Regions from separate parts of the Mus musculus genome. Here all the other regions are linked to region 4. Evidence: chromatin contacts called from public promoter capture Hi-C data. All regions are on one chromosome and are shown on one strand. Each heading gives the region's core, a stretch centred on a gene start, on an enhancer-like site or on the middle of the called end of the contact. The rest is flanking DNA. Distances are from core to core; before and after follow the strand shown. Region 1 holds the start of Rab10os (RAB10, member RAS oncogene family, opposite strand). Region 2 holds the start of Rab10 (RAB10, member RAS oncogene family). Region 3 overlaps Dtnb (dystrobrevin, beta). Region 4 holds the start of Sf3b6 (splicing factor 3B, subunit 6). Region 5 holds the start of Dnmt3a (DNA methyltransferase 3A). Region 6 holds the start of Dtnb (dystrobrevin, beta).

Region 1 (2,700 bases), core at 162-2,661, 1.6 Mb after region 4:
TGGCCAGGCACAGTGGGCTTGGCTGGAAGTGTGCAATGGCGTTGGGAAGTGGGCGGGGATAAGATGAAAAGGGTCGAGGCCTGCAATGGGTGTGGAAGGGGCAGGGCCACACACCACCACAGGGTCAAGGTCTCTGGGTCTTCCTGGGGGAGGGACGGGTGGAGCTGGAAGTGACATCATACCAGACTTCCTGGCAGCCCCTCACAGAAGCCCCACCCACAAGTCAGAAATCCTGAAAATGACATCACTTCCAGTGGGCCTGGCCCCACCCACCATCCTGATGTCTTGCCCATAAAGCTCCCAAAAAGCAGGAAGTGACATCACTTGTGGTTGGTGTGGTGACCTCATTTCCCCGCTCCATCATCCCCAGAACCCACCCTCTTCTCCCAAACTCAGAACTGCAATCATGATGCCACTTACAGTGGGTATGGCCACCAACAGACCACGCCCATCTTCCTAAAAAGATGAAAGTAGCTACCCTGAGGCCCCTTCCCACTGACCTTTGTGCCCCCCCCCCCTCGCGGCAAAGTACTGGAGGCAGGGCCAGGTGGCCTTGCTCAGCATCTCGGGGAAGGCAGGATGGACGACCATGAAGGCCAGGCCCTGGGGTGGGGGGAAGGGGTGAATGGGTGGGGTCAGACACGCGTCAAGGCCCTGCCCACAATGACTCAATCACTCTTGGGCACACCCCCAGCCAGGACGTCAAGAGAATATATACAATATATACAAATGCGGGGGGGGGGGTGTCACAGGGTGATGACATCATCTGGACACGTGTCAATGGCAAGGAGGGAAACTGTGACATCATCTGAACTCAGGAAAAGCCATAACGTCATGCAGTTTTATGCAAATGCATGCAAATTTACATGACAAATACACGCAGAGTAAAGCCATAACATCGTTTATGTTTATGGAAATTTACTCAGGGGAGCTGTCATTATGCAAATTTATGCAAATTTTCATCATGCGAAACTGATGTCACATGAGCGTATGCAAATTCCCAACGTACACGATATGCTAATTTATACAGGTCAGGGGAGGTTATATAAACCTGGGTAGAACAAAACCAAGCAGCCATTCAAATTCACTCAAATTCATGCAAACGAGCAGCAATGAAACTTAGACCCCATGCAAATCTATGTCTCTTGCAGGAGCTTAGTTAAGACCCCGCCCCAGGCCCCTGTCACTCACGCTCAGCCACTCCCAGCCCTCGCTCAGGCTCCGTCCCTGGCCTGTCTGTCAGTGCCTCTTGGGAAAAAACAGGTCACTCACCTGAAGCTACGTCCACATGCCACTCCGCTAGTCGCTGTCAATCCCGTGGGGACCAAGTGTCACTCACGTGAAACCCCGCCGACATGTCTCGCACAGCGAACCCCAGGATCTCCTTCCGCCGCGAGGAGGCGCTCGCCAGGACGACGCGGTGCCAGCGCAGGCACGTGCGGGGTGATGTCACAGCGACATCTGGGCGGGGAGTGATGACGTCGAACGGGTCGCCTGTGGTTCTGCGGTTCGCCGAAAGGTCAGGAGCTGAACCGGTGACGTCGCTGGAGTCGCCGGGGATTGGGGCGGGGGGGGGGTAACGGTGGTTGCGGCGGGGAAACCGGAAATCGGTCGCGCTGCTCCGAAAGGGAAAACCGGGTTCGGCGAAGAGAGGAACTGCACATCCGCTGTTTGCTTGTCCGCTTCTGATCAGCGGAACCCGGAACTGGAAGTCTTCAATGTCACGCTGCCGCTCCGAGTTCTCGTGAGATTTACAATGCGGTAGAAGGACTCACTTCCTGTTGGAACGGAGGAACTTCCTGTCTGGAAGTTAGGGTTCAAGCATGCTGGGAGTTGCAGTTATTTCCTGCTTTAGGCATGACTTCCTGTTTGCCATAGGAAGTGACGCCACAGTAGCCCCGAGTTTCACTGGGAGGCACGCTGGGAGGTGTAGTTCCTACCTGTACATCTCCGGGTCTAACCTCCCAGGAACGTACCGTATTAATACGCTGCCCTGTCACCGGGTCGAAGCGCCCGCATGCCCGGCCTCCCCTCACCGTGGCCGCTTCACCGCAGGCAAATCCATATCCTTTGACACCAACCGGAGCGGATGCAGTAACCATCTCACCTGTGATGCAGTGACCATCCCAAGGGAGATGTAATGACTCTTACCTGAGATGCAGTAACCATCTCACCTGAGATGCAGTGACGATCCCAACTGTGATGCAGTGACCATCCCACATGAGATGTAGTGAGCATGCCACTTGAGATGTATTGACAGTGATTATCCTACCTGAGATACAGTGACCATCCACCTGAGATGCAGTGACCATCTCACCTTTGATGCAGTGAACATTCTACCTGAGTGATTCTTACATGAGATGCAGTGTCCATGCCACCTGAGATGTTGTAACCATTCCACCTAGGATGCAGTGACTATGCCATCTGAAATGTAGTGACCATCCCAGGTGAGATGGGATGATAATCCCACCTGTGATGCAGTTGACTATCCCACCTGAGATGTAGTGACCATCCCACCTGAGATGAAGTGACCACTTGAGATGTGATCGTCTCTCCTGAGATGAAGTCACCATCTTACCTGAGATACAGTGAAAATCCCACATGGGATGCAATGACTATCCAACCTGAGATGTAGAGAGTCGTCTTAACAGAAATGCAGTGACCATCCACCTAAGATTCAGTGACTATCCCACGTGTGAA
Region 2 (2,700 bases), core at 51-2,550, 1.5 Mb after region 4:
ACACCTTCAAAGGCTTATGGGTGTTTAGAAGGAGGACAAGTCTTTGAAGAGCATGATCACATCTAAGATGGTCAGAAAAGAACATGATCAAAGGCTTTACTTACACATGAAATGCACATGTTGGTGATGGCGAGGTGTCTGCCAAAGTGTAGCTTATTTTTATTTAATATGCTTATATATTTGTTATATGCTAATTAGTTATGTGTGTGTGTATATAAAATTTACCTAAATAAAAATCTCCTTATTGGTGAATCAGCTCATCAGGTTCAACCATTCTACCATCACATTCTGCGGGTGCTGGAGCATACTTAGAAAGGTAAGTTAGAAATTTGCTTATTTCGACTATAGAAAGGAAGAAAAGGGAGGTGTAAATAAAACTGATAGGGAGAGAGGGAAAAGGGACAAAACTAGAGAAAAGACATGGCACAGGTGTGGTGGAGTTACCCCACCAGAGTAGCCCTCAGGAGGCTGAGACTGGAGATTCATGAATTGGAAGTCAGTACTGGTGTACAGACTTTGCAACAAAACAACCAACCTACAAACAAGTGAAAAGCAAGGAAGAGATCGGTTGGGATGGGGCAGGCTTTCAGATTTTCGATTTGGTGGTACAACTTTGGCTACAGTGACCGCCCGCCTTTTCTGAATAGAGCGCTTCAGCTCCCGGGATTCCAAGGGCTGCTTAGGCCCGAAGCAGCAAAGAAGCTTCCATTCGCAGGGAGGTTCTCCCCGCACCCGGGGTTCCTCAGGCCGATGACATCATTCCAACCCCAGGAGCGCTGCGCCTTTTTCAGTTTGGAATCCCGGCTCTATCAACTCTAGCTTCTTAAGGAGACCAGGTTGTCAGGACCAGCCCACAAGCGGGATCTCTTCTGGAGATGTCCGGGTTTAGTAAGGAGGTTCCTGAGTGGCCCAGAGCACTTCTTTCTCTCTCATCTATATGAACTATACACACACACACACACACACAGCCAGCCACGCCCGTCGCTGGGCTAACATCCTTAGCTCCTCAACAGGATACTGAGAGGGAGTAGAGGATTCCAGCAGTCAGCTGGGCGCCCCGGAAAAGGCAAGGGAGGGAGGGCAGGAGCTATACGGACGTAGTGCGCCTGCGCAGTTCCCGGGCCGCACCTCCCCCGCGGGGCGTGTTCGTCAAGCCGCTCACCCAATCAGGAGGCCGTAGGGAGCGCGCCCGCGGCCTCGCCCCCTCTGGTCCCGCCTCCGCGTGCCCTACTTGCCCGCCCGCGCGCGTGCGCAGAGGCGGGCCGCAGGGGCGAGGGCGCGAGAGAAGGGCGGGTGTACGTCCTTGCGTGCGTCTCAGGCTGCGCGCACGCCGGCGTGAGAGGGCACGGGGAAAAAGGTGGCTCTGGCCGGGGCGGCTCTGTTTCCTGGGGTTATGTAGCAGGGCTTGTCGGCTCGCGAGACCTCCCGCTGCCCTCGCCCGTGTCCTAGCGCGGGGTTTCTGCTCCGGGCGGAGGCCGTGTTCAAGCCCGCCGCGCTCCCTCGACGTAGAGCTCGCTCGTCCGCCCGTGGGAGCGTCCCGGCCGAGCTGCGCTGAGGGGGGAGGGGAGGCCATTTTGTCCCGACCGACTCCCCGGAACCGGGCGGAGCGGCTGGGAGAGGCTGCGGAGCCGCGGGCGCCGCCCCTCGGAGGCACGGGCGCCGCCACCGTCGGGGCTTCCTCGACGAGGCCGTTCGGAAGGTCTCCTGCTCCGTCTCGAGAGCTGCTTTCTCCTTCCGCACACGCTACCCGGCTGCTGCGGCCCCAGAACGCCCGGGTGAGGAGTTGGTTGTAGTGAGCAGTTCCGATCCCTTGGGGCTACCGGCGGCGAGCGCCCGAGCCGCTCCTCCCAATGGCGAAGAAGACGTACGACCTGCTTTTCAAGCTGCTCCTGATCGGGGACTCGGGAGTGGGCAAGACCTGCGTCCTTTTTCGTTTTTCGGACGATGCCTTCAATACCACCTTTATTTCCACCATAGGTAAGACCTGTGGGAGGATGGTGTGGGGGCTCTGTAGCCGCGAGCCGTTTTCTTTTATTCCAGACATCTTGCTTCCCGGAATTTACGCCTTTGTTCCAGTGATTCCGATTCCAGACGACAGACCTAAGTTACTGTTGGAATCGGAATAGCCTTACTGGGGCGGGGTCTTCCCATGCTTACCATCCGGTCTCAAGTCTCCTTCTCTGTTCGGTGCCTTCTGGCACAAAATATGCAGCATTTAGCAGCGTTCCAGAATCCGGTTTCTTTAAGTGACTTGCCTGGCCTTACCATAATTGCATGAAGTTACTTGATGTGCTATTTGTAATAGACGTAATTTAGTGGTTGGGATTGAAGCAGTACTGGCTATGTGGCAAAGGCCCGAATTGGGGGTCAAAGAGAAAATATTCTATCTGACTGTAACTTGGAGTAAACTTGAGAGTTGCAGAATCATTAAGGAAAATGAGAGGGGCGGGGGAAAGTGAGTTGGCTGTCTTGACTGAACCATTGATGTGTCAAACAATCGGAGGCCCTTCGTGCTTGGGGTGGGAATCTGGCATGGTTGGCTCACAGTGCTTTTTCAAGACCTCAACGAAGCAGATGGACGGTTTCTGTTTTCAACCCAATGGAATCAAGTCAAGTTCTAATGTTTTACTTGATGTTAGAATTTACAGGAAAATCTTTCGTCAGTCATGGCTCTAAGGACTTCTAATGTACTACCACATA
Region 3 (2,700 bases), core at 178-2,677, 1.0 Mb after region 4:
TCAGCACATACAGAAGATGGCCCAGGGAGCATCTGGTTCTTCCCTGTCACAGAAAGCAGCAATTCAGACCACGGTGCTGTCAAGCAGTTCAACTCTCCAGCCAGGGCATCTGCCCGTGCATGTCTTCCACACATCATCAGTCCAAATTAAATTAGGCTCCTAAGTTGCTATGGAAAAATTAACAAGAAAGTGCCCACCATAAAGTGGCCTTATGTGTCCCAGGTCATAGAGACAAGATCCTGGTACAGAACTTAGAAAGCAGATACCAAATGTAAGGGGCCTTTATATAATAATGGGTATTCTAGCTCTAAAAGAAATCAAGAATTGATGTTAACAAAGGTGACATCGTGTCTCTAATGCTGGCATCAGAGGAATGAATGCAGCCCTCTCCTTGGCCATCTGGTCAGGGGTGAGGTGAACATCACTCCTCCCAGAGACGCGCAGAGGGCACAGTTTGGCCCTGTGGCCCTGGGTACTCTCACTGTTCTGTCTCTTGCTGCTTTGGAGGAAACAAGCTCATGTGAGGAGCCAGGAGGTAGGAGTCGACCTTGAGTCTCACAGAGTGTGAGAATTGAGGATGGGGAAAGAACAGCCCGCATGTCTGTGAGGCTGTCTTACCCTTATGGGGTACATTTCACCACTGGGGTATGTAGTGTATCCCCAGAACTCTCTACATGGACTCGTTCATCTTTGCCCCTCTGGCCATCCATAAGCCTGAATCTCCTTTCCCTGAGTGGGCAGTCTTAAACCCCTGCTGGCCTTCCAAGTCCTTAGCTTTGCCTGCTAACCAAGTGTTTTTCCAACAGCTGGGCAGAGGCTAGTACCCAACTCCTATTTTTCTTTTTGCCCTCACAGTGGCAGTGATCCTTGGTGCACCTGCCTTTCATTCTAAGTACCCAGGACACTGAGGGTCTTGGCTCAGCAAGGTTCCTGTCCCTTCTCCCAGCCTTGAGTTACTCCAGCTAGAAATGGGAGTGAAGGCAGAGAGACAGATGGAGCCGGACTGCAACAGTATCCATTCCTCCTTCTCCCTTCACTGTTCCTTTAGGAGACTCTCATGGGACCTAACCCATGGCTCTGCACACACCTCAGAATTAGGGAGGGGTCTGCAGAGGTGGGTAAGGAATGCTGCAGTGCCAGCTGTGGGCCCTCTCACATCATTCGCTGCCCTTTATAAATATTTATAATAGCTCTTCTACTAAAAATAACATCCTGGAGCTCAGGGAGCAAGAAAAAAAAAAAAAAAAGGAAAATCAATGTGAATGGGACTTGGCGATCACATGTTCCACAGGACCCCAGGACAGGATGCATGAGTAGCACCCAGGCAGTGCGCCCCCTGGCGGCCAGTCCCAGCTTGGCACACAGATCAGGGCTGCTTCCCCACTGACTGGCCCCTAAAGTTCTCCGCCTTCCTCCTGGCTACACAGCAACAGGGCCTCACGCCACTGTGCAGGCGGAAGCCTCCTCACCAGGTCAAAGAGGAAGGGGGGGGGGGTGGTGTCGCTATTTTTAGCACTGAGGATAGGGTGTAAATGTCTGCAGAACTGAATGAGGCCTGCAGCTTTCTTTGCATAGACAGAAAATGTTGTTAAAGGTCGAAGGCAGGAAAGAACTGCATGTGCACACACTAGGACTAGGGAGAGCCCTCCATGCTGGCCAGGTGCCGGAAGGAACACACACAGGCTCAGGGCTTTTTCTGTTCTTTTCCATCTCCTGGTAAATTCCTGATGCAGAGATGAGACCATGCCCTGAGGGAGGAATGCGGATGCTAGTACATGCAGGAGGCCCACCAGCTGCGGCCTCAGGCAGTCCCTCCCCACTTCCCATAGGCTTGGCTCCTCTCTCTGGAGGTTGAGTGAGTCTGGCAGCCTGCAAGCTTGGTCCAGGTGTGCAGCAGAAAGACGGACAGGAATGTGCCTCTGGGGGGAAGACCTTCCCTTGTCTTCTCGGTGCCAGCTTGCTCCTCCGCCTCTGCGCCTGTACAAGACAGACTGTTAGTCACAAGCACACTGGGGGCTCAGGACAAAGCTGCTGTGAACCAGCAGACCTGAATGGGTGTGTGTGTGTGTGTGTGTGTGTGTGTGTGTGTGTGTGTGTGTGTGGTCTCTCTGGCTTTTCAGTTGTGCATGTCAATGTCTTCTCTTTCAGAGGGACAGGGTTGGGGTGTAGCGAGAGTGTCTTCTGAGGTCATTGCTTGTGTCACAAGGGTGGGAATTACTCCGACTGAATAAAAAACTGGGTTCACAGTGGCAGGTTTGGAAAGGGAGGAAGGCCAGCCTCTTGGCAGCAGACGGCAGGCTGCAGTGTGCGGCCCTTTTCATCTGCCTGACTGCTGGCTTCTCATGGGTCCTGCCATGGGTCAGAGGCAGAGACACCAGCTGACTCAAGCCCTGGCAGCAGGTTCTTGAGTGTGTGCACCGAGGGACTCCCATGCTGTCCCTCTGGACCTAGGGACAAAGGGGACCTGGTAGGCTGCTGAAGGCCCTCAGTCAGTCCCTGACCTCACCACAGTGCACAGCAGCCTGTGCTGGTCTGCACATACTAAGCAGCAGCACCCGGGTGCAGCGCATCTGCAGCCAGCTCTGCAAACCACGTGTGTGGGCTGACCTTGCAGGGAGGGCGGGGACTAGTCAGCCCAGAGGCAGCTCTGAGATGACAGGACTTAGAAGGCTGTCTGAGAAAGTTCCTTTGCTGCCTGGT
Region 4 (2,700 bases), core at 165-2,664:
TCAAGTTTGATAATCAACAACTGCCACACAAATATATTTCTCCAGTAAATCTGCTTTTTCACTGTGTAAAACACTGTGTATGTCTCTCTCTTCTCTCCTAAAACTTCACCATCATCATCCCCTGTAAAATTTGAAAAGGCTCTATACTCTTCTCAGCCAACATAGGATATGACCCGGGGCTCCACACTTCTTGAAGAAAACAGATATGATCAAATGGTAACTATATATTCCTATTGTAAACTTTATCCATCTATGTCCATCCAACCATTTTTTTCTTCTATTGGTGTACCAACCACTCCCCTCTTTACTTATTTTTGGTTGTCATGGTTTGAGGTGCTGGGAGTCAAATCCAGACTCACGCCCACTAGGCAATCACTGAGCCACATTCCAGTTTTACTCTGGAATCTTACATATCAGGTCTCTACCATTATGTTGGCTCACTCTCGTTGGTCTATAAAAAGCACTGTAGGTATCTTTAAAACAATTCAATTTCTCTATTAATAAGAAAAATCATAGAATCAGCTCTACAGTTTTGTCCTAACTCCTACCATCTTTTTATTTTACAGGAACTAAGTTTTCATTCACTGAAATGATTCACATAATCGCGGTTGCCCAAAATCTTCATCAGGATATCCAATGGTCAATTATGTGTCTTTGTTTTGGTGTGATTCTAAGTTTTAACCACTTCTTAATTTCCTGAAAGATGTTTTTTTTTTTCCTTAAAGGTTTTGGTAACACTCACTGACAACAGTAGAACATAAGCCCGACTAGTCCTTTACACAGTAGTGTTGAATAAACCCAACTGATGAATTGCTTCCCGTTTGTAAGACAAGAGACAAAGCAGGTGCTTACATAATATTAATAGAGGATTCCCAAAGTTCTACATTCGAGAAAAATCCCAGGCTCCAGCTGGCAAGGAACCAAATAGTTACTCCGTATGTCTTTTTGGACTCAGAAGAGCCTAACGCCTGGTCCTAGGCGTTACGAGGTCACTGATGCCAGGGGGCTCTCAATAGGGGTGGGGCGAAAAGTCGCTCAAAGAACACACCCCTGAGGACGAGCCCAGGACAGAACCTCCTTTGACAGAACTGATAACAAGCTTCCCCAACTATGGGCGGAGGGACAAAAAACGCTCCCCAGGCACGCAGCAACAGTCAAGCAACAACATCGCTTCCCTGTCACGCAGAAAGCGGGGTACTCACATTCGCCCTCTTAGCCGCTTGCATCGCCATCTTGGCGGGCTGATGTAGGTTACCGTAAGATCCCTCTGGATATTTCTAAACCTGATCGCCTTCGTGGGCGACACGGCGTCAGATACAGAGTATTTACAGCCAGGTAGCGCCGGAAGCTTTTACAGCAATGCCGGAAAGTCCGCGTCTCAAATTAGGACGCGTTTACTTCCTAGAAAAGATGCTCCAAGTCACACTACAGAGAACGCATTCTCAAGCCGGAAAGCGAACTAGCAAGCTCCAGAACGCTTCCGGATTGCGGACCGGAAGGGGCGGGGCGAATGCCAAGGGAAGGGAGGTGTTCCGCTTGAGGGGGTGTGGCTTAAGGAGCGAGGGGCGGGGTCCATGAGAGAGATCAGACCCAGAGCCTGCGATTTAGCGCGCCCAGGTCTCGGAGAGGAACCCGGCTCGCCAGCGCTTCCAACAGAGGTCCCAATCTGAACTTTGCTCGGAAGGCCGATCCCGGGGCCCTGGGCCTCAGGTCGCGCTTCACCTGACCGTCGAACTCCCTCACCCGGTTCCCGCGGCCCCTGTCCACGCAAACAGAGCACACAACCCGTCACATGCATCTTTTTATTTCCTTAGACCAGCTTTACAGGACATGGGAAGAGAGGCCACTTCCGAGTTTGCTCGGAGGTCCTCCTTCACTAGGGCAGCTCCAAGACGATTTTGCCCGCGCTCCTGTTAGCCCCCACATATTAGCCACTTGAATATAAGTTGCCGGGTAGACTCTATCAAGAACCAGCAGCAGACGTTGGGGGCTGTTTGCAGAGAAAGGCAGAATCTGCTCCGTGGAGGTTTTCACCGGCGTTTGTACTAAGGAAAAGATTATCAGCCTGAAGAAAGGCCTTAACCCTGTTATTCTCCATCCTGCCTAGCCCTAATGTTTTGAGTATCTAAAACAGCACACCCTTTCACTTCCCATCAGGAAAGAGCATGCTTTCAAATGTGCACCCTCATTCTGTACCAGGTAAGACTGAAGGCTGCAGTAAAATACTAGTGCAAGTGACAGACTTACATAGCTTAACACAAAAGGAATGCTGAAGCCTTATCGCTGCGAAACTGATGGGATATACTCCCAAAGCTGGCTCCTTCTATGATGCTACAGAGGATTTTAGGAACATAAACCTGTCGAAGGTCCAAGCTTACATAGGCTTTTTTGGTATACTGAGAAGAGGTCTACCCTGAAAACAAAGCCGTGGGCCTATGTGAAGACTTAATACTGTGGCCATGTTTTTGCTCATTCTGATAGAAACATATAAATATGAAGTATAGAAATACGTGGGAGGGTTTAGAGAATTAATTATCTGAACACAGTTACCAATTGGTACACAAGGTAGCAGACTTATTTATAGGCTCCCTAAAGCAAGCTGTTTGTACAAAGGCAGTTTTCTGGGTGACAATCCTACTTTCTTTCACTTACCACCCACCTCATTATCCCTAGATCGAGCAAACTAGTGATCCGACTACC
Region 5 (2,700 bases), core at 100-2,599, 1.0 Mb after region 4:
CTGGACGCACGCCAGCTCGGTCCGCGCCAACGAGGGAGGGCAAGACGGCGTGGAGTAGGGAGTCCGGGTGAGGGCAGGACACGGACCGCGGCCGGAGCCGCTCGGAGGCTCGGGTGTCTCCTGAGGTGAGGGCAACATGGGGACTGAGACCCCCGATCCGCAGCCTCGGCGAGGCCTCGTCCTTCACTGTGCAGATGCGAAGCTTTCAAGGACACGTCTACACCGGCCCGGCGGGGGTGCGTGTGAGTGTATGCAAGGGGAGTCTGCCTCAGGGGGCGACCCCGGCATCCCCACCGGAGACATTTCCAGCCTTGCTGCTCCCGCCCCCGCACCTTCTAGTCCCCCGCGGCCCGGCCCGGGGATCCTCGCCCACTCCCGCCCCGCCCCCATACTGCGGCGCCGCCGCCGCCACCACCACCCCGCTCCCACGGCCCGCAGCGGGGGCAGGGAGGAGCCGGGCGCGACGCCCCCCCCTCCACGCCGTTCCGCCTGGCCTCCGCGGGAGCGTGCGCCCCCGAGCGGGCACGCTCCCCACGCGCGCGCCCCTCCCAGGCCCGCCGGCGCCCCGCACCCCCAAGCCACAGGTGGCCGCGGGAAGATCGCGACGCCGCGCTCCCCGGCGCGGGCCCCGGCCGCCCCTGGGCCCTGCCGGGGGCCTCCAGGGTCCCCCCCGCCGCGCGGAGCCTGCAGGCCCGGGGGAGGGGCGGGGCGGGCGCGGGGCCCGGGTCGTGCCAGGCTGCCATTTTCTGCCGTGGCCACGGCGCTCCCCGGCCGCCCGCGCCCCCTCCCCCTCCTCTCCCCTCCCGCCGCCCGATTCCCGGTCCCGTCCGCACTCCGCAGCGCACGGCCGCAGGCCCCGACCGGGCCCCCGGGCGGGGGCAGAGCCCGGAAGGCGGAGGCGGCGGGGCCCTGCGGCAGCGCGCGTCGGGCGGCGCGCAGGCCGGCGGAGGCCCCCCGCGGCATTGTACGGACTTGAACTTGAGCCCGGGCCGGGCGGGGGCGCCGAGGGGCGTCCGCGGCGGAGGCGGCGCGCAGAAGAGGAGCGGCGGGCGAGCGGCGGGGACATAAACAAACCCTCGGCCCGGGCGGTCCGCGCTCTCAGCACCGCGCGCCGAGTTGCGGGGTCCGAGCCGCGCTCCCCACCGCCTTGCTGTGCCCTCCCGCCCGCCCGCCCTCTCAGCTCCCGGGCCGCAGGCCGTGCTGGTTACCGTGTGGCCCGGCGGGTCGGGCGGCCCGGCTCGCCCTGCTGCCGCGGCGCCGCGTCCCGGCTCGTCCTCTGCTCGCGCCGCCGCCCGCGCCGCCTCCCGGCCCGCCCGCTGCCTGCCGCGCTCCCTCCCTCCGTCGCTGTCGCGCTCCCTCTCTCCGCCTCCTCCGCCGGGTCCCCCCCGCCCGCCTCTTCTCTCCGCCTTCCTCCTTCCCTCCCTCCGGCCGCCCGCCGCCCAGGCCTCCGCCCGCCGCTCGCCCCCCGTGGCCGCGCTGGCTCTGGCCCCGGCGCTGCGGAGCCGCCCGGGAGGCAACCCCGGGGGCCCCGGGGCGCCGCGGCGGGAGCTATCCGAGCCGCGGACGGTCCTAGCGCCCCCGGCGGGAGGAGCGGGTTCGGGACCCCGCCGCGCCCCGACTGCGGCGCTCCGGGCCGGGCACCCTGCCGGAGCTGCGATCTCGGCCGCCCTGTGCCCCTCGGGTGGTCCCCCGGCCGCAACCTCCCCACCTTGCGGCGCCCCTCTACCTGGCGCGGCTTCTGCGCTGGGTCCCCGCATCCAGCACTGGTCGTAGGGACAGCTGCCCCTCCTCTCCCGGGCCGGTGTCAAGTGCCTGCCCCCCCCCGTCCCCCCCCCTCGCCGCCCGCGGAGCCCCCGGCGGCCTTCGCCCTGCAGTTCTCCCGACCTCCACCAGAGCCCACTGCGCTTTGCGCGCCTCAGCACTGGGGCTGGGGACAGCAGCGCCTGCTCAGCCGCGTCGCCACCCACAGCCAGGTGCCGCGGTGGCCAGACGGCTGCACAGGGCCAAGGTCGGAGCGCCTGGCGCCTCGAGGCCATCCTAGAGCATCGAGCACCGCCACGGAGTGGGCTCCCTAGAAGGCAGTAAGCTTTCCGTACCTTGAGGTGTCCAAAAAGAGTTGGATGCCCTCAGGTGGGCTCTGGAAAGATCTGAAGAGGTGGAAGGTTGAACTAAATGACATTGAAGGCCTGCCTCTTCCAGCTGCAAGATTCTCTGCAGACGGGCACTAGACCTGGCTCCCTCAGTGTGGGGGTGCTCTCAGGGCTCCGGGTCTGTAGTGCTCACCTCTCCAGCTACCATCACTGGAGCTTGGCACTGAATCCCCTGACTCCCAGCCTCCTTGTCAGGCTCCTCCCTCCTGTCACTGGACAGCACCATCCATCCAGCCCTTCAGTGCCCCAGTGTCCTGAGTTGCATCTCCCACACCCACGGCACACTTATTTGCAGACCCTCAATGCTGAAGCAGGTTCCCATAGAACACGCCCCACCTAGAACACTTCACCCCATTTGAGGATCAAAGGGACAGTTGCCTAATTCATTGAAATACAGAACCACCCTTTCCTATTTGCAGGGCACATTTACACTTCAGTCTTCCCTACCCCAAAGCAACTGTCCTGACCTTTCCTAATAGCACTCAATATCGCACCCCCACCCTCCACTACTGGTGTTCATTTCTGCCACCCATAGTCTTTCACCTGGCCA
Region 6 (2,749 bases), core at 69-2,568, 1.2 Mb after region 4:
GTCTGCCACCTAAGCCACTGTTTTAACCTACCAGTGCCTGGGTTACCTGAAGAGGCAAAAAGAGAATCCGAGGACCAAAGGAAGTCCAGCGATCATCCCTAACTCTACAGAGACTGACACTCAAGCCCCTGCTTCCTCCATCCATTCTGCAGTGGGCATCCACTGTAGGGCTGCTGGGATCCAGGCCACATCCGGAGGACTGAACAGAAAACAGGCACGGAGCTTAATTCTAGCTGGGAAGGCAAGATTCTTCTTCCAGATTTCTTCTCCCCCTCCCCACCCCTCTTTTAAATGTCAGTAAGATCCTTCAAATCTCTTCTCAATAGTTCCCACCAGCTTTCCTCAACTATCTTACTTTCTCCACAAACCAAGCAACTTACGGCTCCAGTTTCCCAGGGCTGGGAAAATCCTAAAGGGACCTGAAGTGAACAGAACAGGAAACATGAAATAGAGCACTTTACATTTTGTGTGCATACTTTCACAGCCGAACTGTCAGCACTTCAACAGCAAAAGATGGCTGAGAGTGATAAAGTCGTGACCCAGGCGCTGACCGCGGTTCTCTCCTGCTCCGTAGCTAATCAATAAACGCTTGCAGAGAATGCTGGAAGGTCTCCCTGATTCCCTAAGGCCTGGCACAGAAATTTAACAGCAAGCATTCGTCAGCTGCATCCTCCCTCTTCTCCGGACACTGTGCCCAACAGGGGTGACCTGGGTGGACAGGTTCGTCTACCGGGAGCCTCGGGGGACACTGAGAGGTGATCTGGAATGAATTCCCTTCCCTCTGCCAGGGCCTGCCTACCTCACCTGCCCTCTGCCAGGACCTGCCGCCTTCGCCCCCTTCAGCACCTAACGCGGAGCCTCCTCCCCGCCAGCCGGGCTCAGGATGCATCAGCAGCGCGCGCAGCCCGGCTCTGCGCTCCGCGGGCCCCCGCGCGCGCGGGTGACCGGAGAGCCCTCCCCGGCCCGGCGTGCTGTCTCCCAAGGGTCGCCGCTCCAGGGCCGCGCACTCCGCCACCCCGCAGCCCTCCTTCTCGCTCCTCCAGCCCCGGCGGACTCCCCACCTGGCTCGCTTCCCGGCCGGAGCTGAGGGGCCGTCGCGTGGCTCTCCGGCGGCCGCAGCCTCCTCCAACCCGGCCCCCTCGGCTGAGGCGGCTGAAGCAGCAAGCAGCGACTGAGGCGGCGGCGCCCACTCAGGCCCCGGAGCCGCCCCCGCGGCGAACGGAACGGCGCCGGCTCGCGCCGCTTCCCCGCCCGGCACGCGCAGCGAGCCCGCCCCCGGCGCGAGGGCGCGAGGGCGCGAGGGCGAGGGCGGGTGCGCGCGGAGGGCGGGCGCGCGGAGGGGCGGGGCTTCCGCCGCGAGAGGGGGCGGGGAGGCGGCCGAGTGCCCTCCCGCGGGTTCGCGCGCCCCCTCCGGGCCTCTGCTGTGCGCCGGCCGCGGAGGTGGAGGTGGACTTGCCCTTCCACTCCACAGGTAGCTGCCGGGCGGCTGCGTGCTGCGCCGACGTGACTGCACCTTAAGGAATGCGAAGAAACACCCGGTGAATCATTGCCTCGAGCGCGGGTCCTCCCCCGAGTGACTTTCCACATTGCCTCAGCAGGCTCGCTGAGCCCTGACTCCGCGCCTGGTGCCCGATGGACACGATCCGGGTCACGGCCCCTGGTCCCCAAGAATGCATAACTTAGGGAGAAGAGCAGCCTTGCGAAGGACCGAGTCTGGTCCCCTGCGCAAAGCCAAGCCACAGCCGGATGCGGTGAGAGGATGAAGGAGAGACATTACTTTCCGCTTAGTTGTTCAGTAGTTCCTAAAAGTGGGACTATTTAGACATTAAACAGCTTGAGCAACGGAGCAGGGGCGACAAAGCTTCATTTATTTATCTAGCATCTATTTATTTATTTATTCATTACCAACTCTTTTTTTTTTTTTTTTGGTTTTGGTTTTTCGAGACAGGGTTTCTCTGTGTAGCCCTGACTGTCCTGGAACTCACTTTGTAGACCAGGCTGGCCTCGAACTCAGAAATCCGCCTGACTCTGCCTCCCTAGTGCTGGGATTAAAGGCGTGCGCCACTACCCCCCCCCCCCCCCCCCGCTTCATATCATTTTTTTAAAGGACTTTATTTTATGTGTATGAGTGTTTGGGCTGCAATGTGTGTGCACCCTGTGAGTGCCACCCCGAGGCCAGAAGAGTGTGAAATGACACCTGGATGCTGGGGAATCAAACCCAGGTCCTCTGATAACATAGCAAGTGCTCTTAACTACTTAGCTATCTCTCCAGCCCCTCATATTGCCATTTTTTATAGAAGCTTTTCCAAACTCTCTAGGGACATCAAAGTCTTCTTTTAATGGCTCAAAAGATAAATGTTTTCCCTCAACTTTAAGACAGCGGCATGATCCATTAGACTTTTGGTGCGTGTGGATGTGCACATGTTAAGGAAAGCAGCAGTAGGCCTGTGTGCTTTAGGGATGCTTTTTGAAGCCTTCTGGCACCTTATGGAAAGGCAGATCATGCCACCTGCTTCAATCAGACTGGCAGCCTGCCTCTAGGACACCCTTTTCCTCCTCTTCTCACAATCTATTTTTAAATTCCCATGGTGAAGGCAGTGCTGTGCTGATAACTTAGAGTAAGTGAGGTTTTTTGTGTGAGAGGGGATACATTACTTTTCACACATGAATTGTGTGACTGTTTTGCATGTTTGGAAGAGTCTCACTGGTTGCTAGGTGGTGGCTGCTGTAACCATGTAAGGATCCTCAG

Evidence for each region. Promoter capture Hi-C pulls out the DNA fragments that hold promoters and counts their contacts.
Region 1: a contact with region 4 is called in a promoter capture Hi-C map of pre-B cells, with 2.2 times the contacts expected there. The contact joins the promoter of Rab10os here to the promoter of Sf3b6 in region 4. A contact is called at or near these places in 2 of 39 promoter capture datasets (liver and pre-B cells) and 2 of 9 other capture datasets (adipose tissue and liver).
Region 2: a contact with region 4 is called in a promoter capture Hi-C map of pre-B cells, with 2.3 times the contacts expected there. The contact joins the promoter of Rab10 here to the promoter of Sf3b6 in region 4. A contact is called at or near these places in 2 of 39 promoter capture datasets (liver and pre-B cells), 1 of 484 Hi-C or Micro-C datasets (pre-B cells) and 1 of 9 other capture datasets (liver).
Region 3: a promoter capture Hi-C map of pre-B cells shows a contact between it and region 4, with 3 times the contacts expected there. The contact joins the enhancer-like site here to the promoter of Sf3b6 in region 4. A contact is called at or near these places in 3 of 39 promoter capture datasets (liver, neural stem cells and pre-B cells), 2 of 484 Hi-C or Micro-C datasets (B cells and CD4 T cells) and 1 of 9 other capture datasets (adipose tissue).
Region 5: a promoter capture Hi-C map of pre-B cells shows a contact between it and region 4, with 2.1 times the contacts expected there. The contact joins the promoter of Dnmt3a here to the promoter of Sf3b6 in region 4. A contact is called at or near these places in 2 of 39 promoter capture datasets (liver and pre-B cells), 1 of 484 Hi-C or Micro-C datasets (B cells) and 1 of 9 other capture datasets (liver).
Region 6: a promoter capture Hi-C map of liver shows a contact between it and region 4, with 4 times the contacts expected there. The contact joins the promoter of Dtnb here to the promoter of Sf3b6 in region 4. A contact is called at or near these places in 3 of 39 promoter capture datasets (liver and pre-B cells), 1 of 484 Hi-C or Micro-C datasets (CD8 T cells) and 1 of 9 other capture datasets (adipose tissue).

What each region holds. Positions count from the first base shown.
Region 1 is chr12:3,234,502-3,237,201 of GRCm38.p6, reverse strand. Rab10os (RAB10, member RAS oncogene family, opposite strand) reads right to left here and starts at 1,411. Exons shown (of 7, transcript NR_015551.1): 1 at 1,273-1,411.
Region 2 is chr12:3,308,569-3,311,268 of GRCm38.p6, reverse strand. Rab10 (RAB10, member RAS oncogene family) reads left to right here and starts at 1,300. Exons shown (of 6, transcript NM_016676.5): 1 at 1,300-1,977. The coding sequence starts at 1,851.
Region 3 is chr12:3,780,383-3,783,082 of GRCm38.p6, reverse strand. It overlaps Dtnb (dystrobrevin, beta), which reads right to left. Exons shown (of 18, transcript NM_001162465.2): 18 at 1-1,977. The coding sequence ends at 1,802. Among named protein-coding and RNA genes, the nearest start is that of Dnmt3a, 25 kb to the left of the region's middle. Within about 2 kb of position 1,427, at least 256 of the 459 cell types and tissues checked have an H3K27ac peak or open chromatin away from gene starts, as enhancers often do. A contact at or near this core is called in B cells, adipose tissue, liver and 2 more, where this site is marked.
Region 4 is chr12:4,816,322-4,819,021 of GRCm38.p6, reverse strand. Sf3b6 (splicing factor 3B, subunit 6) reads right to left here and starts at 1,414. Exons shown (of 4, transcript NM_025323.2): 1 at 1,203-1,414. The coding sequence starts at 1,232. It also overlaps the pseudogene Gm20348.
Region 5 is chr12:3,805,629-3,808,328 of GRCm38.p6, reverse strand. Dnmt3a (DNA methyltransferase 3A) reads right to left here and starts at 1,349. Exons shown (of 23, transcript NM_007872.4): 1 at 1,209-1,349.
Region 6 is chr12:3,570,960-3,573,708 of GRCm38.p6, reverse strand. It overlaps Dtnb (dystrobrevin, beta), which reads right to left and starts at 1,318. Exons shown (of 18, transcript NM_001162465.2): 1 at 1,062-1,318.